2 separate regions of the Danio rerio genome follow, and region 1 is linked to region 2. The links are chromatin contacts, called in public Hi-C maps. All regions are on one chromosome and are shown on one strand. Each heading gives the region's core, a stretch centred on a gene start, on an enhancer-like site or on the middle of the called end of the contact. The rest is flanking DNA. Distances are from core to core; before and after follow the strand shown. Region 1 holds the start of sod1 (superoxide dismutase 1, soluble). Region 2 overlaps tiam1a (TIAM Rac1 associated GEF 1a).

Evidence for each region. Hi-C and Micro-C count contacts between places; a contact is called where the count stands out from the background.
Region 1: a contact with region 2 is called in a Hi-C map of an unstated tissue, with 2.5 times the contacts expected there. The contact joins the promoter of sod1 here to the enhancer-like site in region 2.

Annotation. Positions count from the first base shown.
Region 1 is chr10:30,636,205-30,642,966 of GRCz12tu, reverse strand. It overlaps sod1 (superoxide dismutase 1, soluble), which reads left to right and starts at 5,494. Exons shown (of 5, transcript NM_131294.1): 1 at 5,494-5,633. The coding sequence starts at 5,562. It overlaps scaf4a (SR-related CTD-associated factor 4a), which reads left to right. Exons shown (of 20, transcript XM_690795.9): 15 at 1-55; 16 at 524-624; 17 at 709-862; 18 at 942-1,022; 19 at 1,146-1,232; 20 at 2,511-4,111. The coding sequence ends at 3,565.
Region 2 is chr10:30,588,604-30,594,979 of GRCz12tu, reverse strand. All of the region lies in intron 3 of tiam1a (TIAM Rac1 associated GEF 1a), which reads left to right. Among named protein-coding and RNA genes, the nearest start is that of tiam1a, 33 kb to the left of the region's middle. Within about 2 kb of position 5,004, at least 4 of the 62 cell types and tissues checked have an H3K27ac peak or open chromatin away from gene starts, as enhancers often do.

The DNA.
Region 1 (6,762 bases), core at 4,245-6,744, 47 kb before region 2:
GACTTGGACGTATTCAGAGAAGGAGGGATGCTGGATTCTGACACTCTTGCGCCAGGTATTCAACTATTTGTCCAACCTGGGCTCTAGTTCCTGTCAGAAGCAAATACATTTTGTCTGGTTTTACAAAAATTGTTAAACACCAAAGCTTGCCTGGTAGCCTAATACCATTGTTTACTGCAATTTGTGTAGGTTTGATTTGAAAAAAATGCTTTAAAGCAGGGGTGTCCAAACTCGGTCTTGGAGAACCAGTGTCCTGCTGAGTTTAGCTCCAACTTGCTTCAACAAACCAGCCAGGAAGTTTATAGTTTATCTAGTAAGAGCTTGATTAACTTGTTCATGTGTGTTTGATTAGGGTTGGAGTTAAACTGTTCAGGACACCGGCCCTCTAGGACTGAGTTTGAACACCCCTATTTTAAAGCATTGTTTTTTATTTGATACTCTTCTTCTGAAGACATAGAATATTAGTCAGCTTGATTTGTCAGCTTTGAGGACACACAGTTATACGTGATTTATCCTTATACAGAATGGCGAAACTCTCAGATTGAACAGAAGACTGATGAGTCTCAGAACGGCCGGCCAGAGGTGGGAAAAGTGGAAGAGACCCAAACTGTCATACCTATGCAGGTAAAGCAACATTGCCTGATTCATATGCATTCAAGTTTGGGTTTGTACTATTTATTTATTCTTTTTTTAATTATTCATCATCAGGTTCCTCCTGTCCAGCCAATAGGAGCAGTCGGTGTCCCACCTCCGGGATTCCCAGCACACATGAACATCCCACCACCCTCATTCCCACCTGGTGTTCCTCCACCTCCAGGTCCCTTCATGCGGCCAGCCTTTAACCCCATGCAGATGCCACCAGGTATAGAAATAATACTCACACAGCATTAATTATAGATGTTTGTGTCCATTTTCCAACACGTATAGTTTTTTTCTTTCAGGATTTCTCCCACCGGGTGCCATGCCCCATATGGGTGCTGCTGGCCCTCCTCCACCTACAGCAGGCATCGGGATGCCTCCAGGTGGGCAGTCTTCAATTTATACACTTTAGCTTTAATTTAATGGTATGGATTTCAGCAGTAATTCTTCCTGTGTAATATTGAGACAGTCATACTAATCTCATTTTGCCTTTTTAATCGCTGTAGTTGGCAGCTCTGTTGAAAACCTGTCGAATGATTCAGCAGGTCTGGGCCCAAAAATCAGCACTGATGGAGCAGATGTGTTCAACTCAGGTGGGTCTATGTATAGATTTATTTAACACTAGATATTTCTTTAAACTGTACATAGTTTTTTTCCCCCAAAATATTTGTTTTTTTAATACAAAATTCTATAGAATTAGCTTTAAAGGTTCAAGAGACCCTGCAGTACTTGTTTTGCTATTTTAACAGATTTGTGTGTGTTGAACATCAGTTAAGAGAACTTTAGCACCTGTTAGTTTAATTGTGGGAAAAACTGGATACTTTTGAGTTTTTGTCAGCTAATTTCATCTTCGGGGTTTAAAATAATTTTTGGGGCAGGATCAAAATCGATGACGTAGTGCCAATCTGCTAGTGGAGTAATGATGCGTCAGTTTCGCTTTATTATTCACAGCTGAGTTTTCTTATCGAAGTCCATCTTTCTTATTGGAGAATGTGGACTGTCTTTTATCAGTTGAGTTTGTTACCATTCAGACACATTGTCTATCTGTGCTGCTGTGTTCGCACATGTTTAAAATTCTCTAGATTAGCCGACAGGGCTATTGGTTGGAAAATATATATATATATATATATATATATATATATATATATATATATATATATATATATATATATATATATATATATATATATATATATATATATATATATTGGTTTATAGTGTTTATATGATTATCTTTATAATGATAGAACAAATTGTGGTTATGCGTTATGAAATAACAAATAACATATTTAGCAGGGCATTAAATTTCCGTTTATTTCTTTGCATTTTAACTTTGTAAACTATGAAATCATGGGTCTCCTCACGATTGGTCTCATTTTGTGAGCCAACTGACTACAGTTGTTTGCTACCTTCTTTCTCCCCTGCCACCAGTCAAGCCCACTCTTCCCGGTGCTCGCAGCGCTCCACATTCATCATGAAGCATTTTTTGAAAAAGAAATTCTGAGGTAGACTTGAACCGAAAGAGGGGGGTTTCATGACCCTTTAAAATATTTGAAAGGAATCATCAACAATTATGACCTTGTATCAAAAAAAACGACTCGTTTTGTTTTCTGAAATCCATTTATTCATTCTTTTCTCAGATGTGCATTCGTGTAAAACCAGAAACTCTTATGTCTAAATAAAATGTCTATGTCTAAATTTTACAATTACATCTGCATCATTGAAATCTCTCTCAGAAGTCTCTCTTAAAATGTCCACCACATAGAAACATCTTTGGCTTTAGCTTAATGTGAACAGGCAGAATTCATATTTTCTGAATAAACTGTAAGAATGATTTTCATTTAAGTAATTTGTCTTCATTAATGCTGCAGGAAACCAGGTGCCTCCTGGAGCTCCACCAGGGATGGGCATGCAGTCTCCTCCTGGTCTTCTTGGCACAAGGCCAGGTATGATGCCTCTTCAGCGGCCCCCGGGGATGCCACCTCCGCACATGCAGCGATTCCCCATTCCCCCACCTCGGGCAGGCATGCCACCCATGCCACCACAGATGATGCCACCCAGGGGTCCACCTCAGATGATGCACCGCGAACCTCCACCGGGTGGTTTCAGCATGCCTCCTCCACCTCATGGCATCCGGGGACCGTTCCCACCTCCCGGACCTCACTTTATGAGGCCGAGCTTACCAAGGCCTGAGGGGCCAAATGATCATGAGGCTCGACCTTTTAGAGGAGAACGTCCCGGATTAGGAAGAGGCCGAGAGCAGGACTGGTTTGGAGGACGACGGCCTTTTGGTGAGGGACGTGGTGGGGAAAGACCAGATGGACGTGAGCGGTTTGGAGGATGGCACGAGGAGCCAGAGAAACCAGGTGGGTGGGAAAGAGAACGCAGGGAGGAACGCTGGAGGAGAAGTCCAGATGGAGAACGAGGACGTGATGGTGGAGAGAGGGAACGAGGACGCGATGGTGGAGAGAGGGAAAGAGGACGCGATGGTGGAGAGAGGGAACGAGGACGTGATGGTGGAGAGAGGGAACGAGGACGCGATGGTGGAGAGCGGGAACGAGGACGCGATGGTGGAGAGCGGGAACGAGGACGCGAAGGTGGAGAGAGGGAACGAGGACGCGATACTGGAGAGCGGGAACGAGGCCGCGATGGTGAAGAACGGACCAAGCGGCCCGCAGGGAGCAGAGAGAGGAGCACACGCTGGGACCGCGACGATAGACTCGATCGATTGGGTCTGGCCGGCGAGGAACCCAATGAGAGACTCTCAGCAAATACCAACGAGCCCAGTGCAAACCCTACTAAAGAACTTGCTGAAGCCAAGCCAGATGTTCCAGCACCTTCTGCTGCAGCTACAGCAGACTCGGAAGCTTCAGAACCCATAGCAGAGAACAAATCTGAAGAACAAACACAAAAAGAGGAGTCGTAGAGGCTTCTTTACTCATTAAGACCACATGAGCTTCTTCTGTGTCAGTGCTAATCTTGAATACTGCTGGCTAAAAAGCAAAGTCCAACTGTTGTGGGACGCTTTATGCATATGAGGATTGCTTCGTCATCACAAACCAAGTTTTTCAAATTTGTGTTTTGGCAAACGTGGAGCGTTGCCTTGTGAATTTATTGTCCCACCTCAATGAAGCTTGAATGTTGTATTAAAACTGAAGATAAGGAAAAGAAACGATTAATTGTTTGCTGTACATATGCTAACATTACTCCAATAATGTTTGTAGATTTTGACTGGCTTTTTTTTTTTCCAATGATATCCCTGTTGAGTTTAATATTTGGAAACGCTGACTAAAATATGACATTAAGACCCTTTTGCTGTAATGTTTTTAACTTAATGTTTACAACATTCAAAAAAAAAAAAAAAAAAAACGACACAAGATGTTTTTATCATTTTTAAGTTTTTGGAGATAGGAACTCCAAATATTTCAGCGACAGGAGGTGGTTTTAATAAAATATTTTCATACCAAATGAATGAACTGGTTTATGCAACTTGTTTTTAACATTTATTCTAGTCGTGCATTTAAAACTAATCATGAATAAAAAAACTGAGCTTTTTCTGAGCTTTTAACTATATTTAACCAGTTTTATTATGATTTGTGGTAGTTATCATGTGACACTGTACCAAAACCATTTGTAATGGTTTGAATAGGATGTCTACAGTATATGTATATGAATAGGGCATGACTGTAGAATTTGAGGATGCATGTGACCAAATGCCAAGGTCAAAGTGACAAACATGGTTTTGATATATTCCTTTTTTAAAGAATAATACTATAGGACTGTGTAATTTGAGCCAAATAACTATATGTACTAACTATTCACTCAACTTCAAGTGGTTCAATCAATGTGTGAGCTTTTTGTCTGATGTAAAGCACATGAGTATAGATATTTTAAAGAATACTGGAAACTGGTAGCCTTATATATCCATAGTAGGGACCAATTACATAAAATTCAATGCCCACCGGTTTCTAACATTCTTCGAAGATCGTTAAACAGAAGAAATTCAAACAGGTTTGCAACAGGTGGAAGGTAAGTAAATGACAGAATCTTCATATTTGGGTGTCCTGTACCTTTGAATGTACCACATAGGTAGCCAAAATAATACATGTGATGTACATTCTTATTGAAACCACTTTATGATCAGAAATATTTATACTGTAACAAATAATGAGAAAGATATTGTTATAACTTCTTTTATTGTCTGAAAATCTAAGTTTAACTGGTTTAACTTTTACTCTTACTTTTTTTTTTCAAAGTGACTTGCATTGAGCAAGAAAAGGATGTTATTCAGAAACTTCATTCATTCATTTTTCTTCGGGGTAGTCCCTTTATTCATCAGGGGTGGCCACAATGGAACGAGACAGAAACTTATTCAGCATATTTTATTACTAAGCGGATGCTGTTTCAGTACTGGGAAACAACCAAACACACTCATTCACACATACACTATGGCCAATTTAGTTAATACAATTTACCTATAGTGCATGTCTTTGTCATGTAGGGGAAACCGAAGCAACCGGAGGAAAGCCACGCCAACACATGGAGTACATGCAAACTCTACATAGAAATGCCAACTAAGCTAGCTGTAACTCGAACCAGCAATCTTCATGCTGTGAGGCGACAGTGTTAACCATTAAGCCGCCGTGTCGTAAATGTAATTAAAATGGCAAGAAAAGTGACAAGAGTTTACTTTCAGTGTCAGTTTATATAACTAATAAAATAACTAAAGTAACTGGTTCCACAAGTTCATTCAAAACGATACCTTATGACACCGTGACACGCCAGACTTTGAACCAATCAGCATCCACCGCTCTTTTCTGCCTCCTCATTGGTCGATTCCGCTCACGTGCCTCCTCTTATCAAACACAGTCGGTTTCTTTCACTCTCTCACAACTTCTCAGTTTGCATAATCTACAGTCAGCATGGTGAACAAGGCCGTTTGTGTGCTTAAAGGCACCGGTGAAGTGACCGGCACCGTCTATTTCAATCAAGAGGTAAAAAATGTCTGTTTTGATCCATATTTGAAATGACGTTCATGTAGCAGGAGAGCAGCGCGCGCGTCGAGCTAGCATGAAACTACTACGCACTCCATGATCGAGATTGAAGACGTCTGTTGTCATATTTTTACGTATGCATGATGATAGAGTAGCATGCAATTGCACGGAATTTGCTGTGCGAATGCAATGCAAATATAAATGACCGAACATGTTTAAAAACACAATGTTGAGTTGTACATCCTATTACTAATATTTTGTGCAATGTCGCATCCCATAATAAACCGCTGAAAGCAGCTCAGAAATGACCTTTGATAAGATGGCAGGTCTACGCCCCCCCATGCACGCGCAAACTAATTAACGCATATGCTTCCTCAATAGCAGACGTTAACTTACATGCAAACCTTGAACCGCCATGCGTTTGAGTTTGATATTGAGACTTTGTAGCGTAGGTTGCCTGTAGGTTCTTGAGGTATTTACTTTATCGAAAGTCTTAAGAATTTACTACAAGGGGAAAGGTTTGCTGACTCATGCTCCTCTATCTCTGTTTGCAGTCATAATTTTGCCAAATAGGACAGAGATCACAGCACGCTTTAAATGCTGATAGAGCTTATTACTGTATTGGTGTGGCATCTGAATACACATTTACTTGCTGTTAAGCGCTATTTACTGTTTGTGTTAGTCCCAAATCTCGTTATATTGTTTTAATTTGTCTTTAGCCTTCCCTATAATAATTTAATGTTTAAATTGTGAAGTTCTTCTGTATTTTATCCAGCAGCGCTTCAAGTATCTGTTGAGGTAAAGTTAGTTGTATATTTGCATATTCAGTCTTTCTCCTTAATAATATAATTTCACCAAAGAAAATCAATTAAAATTCTAAATAGTAAATCATATAATCACTTTCAAAGTACAACATTGTTCACTATCAAACTATTTGTGCTAATGTTGTTTTAAAGTTAAACTTGCGTTCATACCAAATATTGAAAGTAAAAAAATATAAAAATATAGGGGGTATTTCATAAGTTTTCACTGAATGAATGTGCGGATGTAAAACCAACTTTACCTCAATCAAGTATTCAATATGTCATCGAGGCATGTTTTGATTTTTTAAATTTATTTTTTTTATTAC
Region 2 (6,376 bases), core at 3,755-6,254:
ATAATATGTGCATATGTACATATGTTTGTCTTGTGTATGCAAGTGTGTTATCTAAGGGGCTCACTGGCAAGCAATTTAAAAGGAAACAGGGTGTCTTAAGGCTTAGGGGTAAAGACCCAGGCTGCGTGCTGGCAGATACTGTTGATCCAGAGAAGTTGAAATGAGAAAGAGAGACGAAGGGGGGAGGTGGAGTGAGAGGGGGGAGGAGAACCAAATGGAGGAATAGGGAGGGTTGAGCAAATGTGAGAAAGAGATAGAGAGAGAGAGCGTGCGCACACACCCCTTTCTGCGCTCTCAGCGGACAGACTCATCCTCACATGGTTGGAGTGAGTGTGTTGTGGAGTTCTGACAGACGAGAAACACAGAGACTCACAGGATTACAGCCAGCACTTGGAGGAGACATTACCTGTAGGAACTGAGCTAGGAGACATCCAAAGTGCTGATGTTAGGATACTTTACTGAAGAAACAATACCGGACCTAAGATCTACCCTATAGGTATGTCACACTGCAAATTGTATTTTCATGCTGCTTTCCTGCCTTTCAGGGATGCCTTTGCAGTTGCACATTGGTGTCTTGTATGTTGAGTCCCCTTTGCCTGTGCTTTAGTGGACGGTTGACAGTGATGAATGCCACAATACTAGGTTAATAAGGTTTACTTGCCATAGAGCATGTCTCATGCTGGACAATCAATATTCAGTGTTGTTTGTGGGGTTTGTTTTGGGACAAATGGTTCTGTGGTTGTAAAGCCCCTATCCAGACAGAATTGTTTGCAAGCCAAGGAGGAGGATCCGTCAGTATATATTCTCTCTCACACATGCCGTCTTTGTGTGTGCGTGTGAATTTTCTCACCGGACAGAGTAAAACGCTTTCTATTTTTGCTCTTGTGCCACAAATTGTCTTGTATTTTGAATGAAATCTGAGTGTCTCTGTGCTTAAATTCTGAGTTTAAGCATGTAAAAATGCTTTACTGCCTTGTTAACTTCCACTGTGCTACCTCATGAATAATGTGCCTCATTTAAAAGTTTTACAGAGCAGCTCCAGGATCGTTCAGTGTGTATTTCTGTGTAGGAGTGTGTGGTCTACAGTTCTGTGGAATGTGATTCATTGTGATGAGAAGACTAAAAAAGCAACTGAACTCAGATTCTAAGGAAAGATACCAGTCAAAAGAGACAACAAAGTCAAAGAAAAACATTAGAAGAGATTACGTGTGGACACCTAAACTAGAGGCTATCAGACTATACAGAGATCATCAGACTAGGATGCAGTGGACTTTTAACATTTTCACCAGTCTGTCTGGGTTCAGAGGGTCAGTATTGTAGGTCTCAGCTGTTCACAGTCAGACAGAGATGGCACACGGGGTGCAAGATTCCTCAGTCGCCTGAGGTCTCTCCACAGTCTAGTGTCTTTATGAATGAATTACCGAAGAGTGCGCTGTGGAGGAACTCAGACGGGCCAAACAAAGACTTCACTCTAGGAGCAAACAGTGCAAACAATAAACCACACTCTTCCCACACTGACTTCCCTCCAAGACGCGTTGGACAGAGACTACCTGTCTCCTTTAAGAGCTCATATCTGGACTTTATCTTCTTGCTCCTGTCATATACTGTTTAATCTAGGGTTTAGACTTAATAAACACACTCCTTCCTTTAAACCGAGCTGTTATCACAAAGTCAGATTGATTTCCGAGCGTAGTGATTTGGTGGTGTAGATCAATGAGCAGCTTTATTAACACACAAAATACTGGAGATTCTTTGGGAAAACTACCTTGCGGTAGTTGCTGGTTATTCAAGTGAAATGGGGCATGTGTGTTCAGGCATGAATGCGTGTGGTTGTATTTTATACATTAACAAAGCTAATGACAGAGATTGGGCAGATAAAGAGAGGAAGCCAAGGTTTTGTGAGCATTAAAAGTGTTTGGATGAAAAAGTATATCATTCCATTTCCAATAGTATTTCCTGAATGCATTAAATTGATTCAATTTCACAGTTTTCGTTGTTCTTTTAAGCAATTTATTCCTGAAATAAACCTGAAAGAAACAGCACAAAGTTTCAGTCAATCAATTATAATAATTTGATAGAACTTCAAACTTCCAGAAAGAAATAAACAAACTCTAAAGCTGCATTCTTGTACATACAGTAAATTAATTAGGTATAGAGATTATGGCTGTGTTCTTTAACACTTCTATGTCTTTCAGAGAGATTCATTCTAATGTATTTATCTTTAAACTTGTTACAGATGCTCTAAAGTAGTTTCGTACTGTGTGATCAAACACACGCACTCATTGTTCTCACCGATAGCTTATACATTGTTATAACCTAGAAACCAGAATGGCTCAAACAAGAAAATAATATAACCATTATAGATTATCTGTGACATTTGTGTCCTCTTTAATCCCATCAGGAACAGCATGTCTTGTATGAGGTATTATAATCCTCATGTTTGATGTGCATGTGCGAAACCTGACAGATATTCCCTATTGTCTCCTGCTAATGGGTGTCCCTTAACGCAGCGTGTCCGCCGTTCATTCAGCGTGTCCTTCTCTTTCAATATTAGCACTTGACTGTGGTTGTGTAAGCGTAGACCTCCAGGAGGAGATGATGAGGGGGTAGTGAAATACAACAATGAATTGGAAACATACATTTGTGGCTTTGTTCCACAAATTTTGTTCTCTCTTTGTGTCAGGGGAGCTTTTACTATCTGTGTGGGGTTGAAATTTCTAAAAAAGTCACAGAGAAATGGCAAAACCTTGCCAAACATTTATGGTGTTACCATTTTTCCTCTTAGGTCACGATGTCTGAACTTTCACCTTTAACTTCTATTAAAAGCAGGAGAATAATGGGATGTTATAGAATGAATTTAACTGTAATTTGTTGCAAGAACAGGCCTACGGTAAGGGTGTGTTAATGTATCTTTCTGACGTTCGTACATGTCATCTCTTCCTTAAATCCTGTTGAACCAGAAAAATGACATTTTTAACCCCAATGCAGGAAGACAGATTCACATGTGCACTGTTTTAGAAGTTATTTACCACGAGGAAGCGATTCCTGCTAAGTCAAAAGACAAACAATGCGCCGGTGCATGTGTGGATACAGGAAGCAAGTGTGTCTAGAAAGGTGATTTGTGGGTGCACACAGTTGTGAATAGACTGTTAACATCTAGATCAAGCATCTCCCAGCTAAATTTATCAGACAAAATCAGAAGCCGTTTTAGCGTTTAAATTTACCTGTCACAACAAAGGCCTTGATCTTACACATTTTGGATCACTTTAATCTTCGAAGATCTTCCGACCACAAGCCTGTTTAGACGGGCCTCACAGCTGCAGGCAAACCACAGATTACTTGCTGATTCACCTAACGACTTCAGTCAGACGATTGACAAGAAGTTTTGAAGAAATAGAGCCAGATAGAATAAGCAAGGAAAGTGAAGGGGGTTGCTAGAGAATTAACCCTGTGAACCTTTCACAGTTATTAAACCAAAAAAGAACTTGTTTATTTCTATAGAACATTTAAACATGTCAAATGATTTCAAGCAATGCTGTCTAAAGTAAAATAATAGGCTGTGATTCGTTATTTCATCTAGGGATACCACAAGGTTCTGTTTTGGCACCTTTTTTGTTTTCTTCTTTGTGCTGCTTTTACACAACATAGGCTCATTCTGAAAACGTAGCCCTATATGCGTTTCTGGAGATCGGAAATTATGTAGCCAGAAATACTTATGGCTGCTGTTCATCTTTTAAACGAATGCTACGAGGCGATATGAAGCTGTTCCTTTTCGTGCTTACCAGCTGGCTGTTTACCTCCATATGGACAGCTATCCCGCTTTTCCCAGTTTGTCGGGTAACTCCGTAAGCACGTCGGCGGACTTAGGACGCAGAGCAGAGTTGACCGCGATAATGGGGTTTGAGTCCGGTGAACAATGGTTCGAGAAAGCAAGTAAAACAAAAACAAAAGCTAAAAAATGATATAAAGACGTAAAAAACAGTGTGAGAATGTGGTAAAATCTGAAAATGTGGTAAAAATCAATAGGCTTTTCTTTTTCTGCATTGCTTTTTAAAACAGTGGTCCTCAACCACCGGGCCGCAGACTGGTACCGGTTCATGGATCAGTTGGTACTGGGCCACACAAGAATTCATTAATTATTTCTATTTTATTTATTATCTAAGTCTGAACGATCTTTTATTTTGAAAAGTCATTTATTTTAAAAAATAACCATATTCTGTCGCCTACATCTGGGGTCACTTGAACAACCAAATTTAAAACACAAGCCGCAAAATAAGCAAGAAACACACGTCTTTGGAAAGTTTTTTTGCTGAGAGAAAAGGGCCAAGTGAAGGACCTACGAACTTTCCAGGGATGAATCCACAACCCATTTGTCAACAAATCAGGTGAATCCAGTATGTCTGTGCAAGATGATCAACTGCTGGAGATTGCAAATGTCGGTGGCCTTTTAGGAGCTATTCGCATATTGCGTCTTTTCTAGAGTTTGTGCAAAAATGTAGCTCCTGGGACATATTTTGCTCTCTCCAGAAATGTATAGAGGGGTACATAATCATAATGAGCCTGGGTTGCTTATATAGGACCTGTGATTTAGAATCTGATTTGTAATAGTTGTTTTCAATTTATAACAGGACTTTAATGAGTATTATTATTATTATTTGTTTATTTTAAAAAATGTCACCCTAAAATTTACTATGGTTTTACTTTCATACCATTTAGATTTTCCTTATCATTTTAGAGATTGGCAGCTGAAGTCATCATTAACTTTTATTTTACTAAAAATAGTGGCAGGGATTGTCTTCAGAAGTTCACCTTTGTGTTGCATTTGCATTTTTAGGTGAGTTATTTCTTTAATGCGACTTAATCCAACTTGCTCCTGCCTCTGTGACTAACCTCCTTTCAGGCAAAGTACAAAAGAGACTCCTCTGCCGCACGGGTCAAAGAGGGAGAAAAGATTGGCTCTCTCAGTATCCTCTACTGACCTGGAAGAGATCTGATCTCAGTCTGAAAGGATCGACTGCCACTGCATGCTGGTCTATTTTACTTTCTAAATTAGTTCTCTTATAAGTAGAGACTCGAGTGTCTTCATTCTTGCCTTGTGGCATGCGGGTGCAGGTTTTGTTGAGCCTCTTCCGCTTGTTTGGCACAGAGGAGAGGTTGTGTGTATGGATAAAAGCAGCTTCTTGCTTTCAGCTAAAGCTTTTTTGGTGATTCCAGCACTATGCGGCACAAATGCACAGGCTGTGAAGCTTCACTGTTTCTTTTACATACAGCAGGGTCAGAGGATTACAATAATATAAAGACATACAAACTTGCTGCCTGGGGGCACAGTGGTCCCGTTCAAGACAGATTAGACTCTTGAACATTCTCCAGGCAGTTTAACATTAAAATATCACAAGTGTTATAGTATTATATTTAAATACTATCGTAAAATACTTCTAAAAGTAGCCATATGCTGTTGTAAAACTAAACTTGTTTTTCCCCTTTAGGGTCCACTAATCTTATGGGTTATTAAACCAATAATAAAATCACAGCTTTTTTGTGTGTATATAGCACATCTAATGTTTGGTACATTGCTGTAAAACATAAACAGCTGATTGTAACTCTATAAATACAGCTTACCACAAGGCTCTGTTTTGGGACCCTTTTTGTTTTCTACATACATGCTCCTTTAGTAGCATCTGTTGTTTAGCATTGTAGTCTATTGCTATGCAAACAAATATGCCAGAAATAAGGTGACAATACTGCTTTATGATCTTTTAATGTAAATAAAATACACCACTTATATACACAGGGTTTCCGCTGGGTTTTAAAAAGTCTCAAAAAAAAGTAATTAATTAATTAAGTAATTAAAAAAGTAATTTTAACTAATTTAAAATATATTATTATTACTATTATTAAGTAGGATATATATATATATATATATATATATATATATATATATATATATATATATATATATATATATATATATATATATATATAATTATATATATATATATATATATAATTTTATATATAATAATATATATATAATTTATATTTATATTTATATATAATAATATATATAATTTTATATATATAATTTTTTTTTTTTAAGGTCTACTTTTACAACTTGATACTTTCAAACCACTGCAGAAATGTTCTAACCAACAGGCCTATGTCATATACAGAACAGATACTTAATAAATAGCCTACTATATATTAAAAGCATTAACGTGTGCTACATATTTTTGTTTTCACAAACTTTGGAAATGTAAATTCCGCATTAAAATTCAAAAATGGTTTTCAAAGTGCACTACGAATGCAATGCAATTGTTAACATAAAGATCACTAAACCTGAAACTGTAAAAGTATTTTGAAAGCAAATTACACCTAA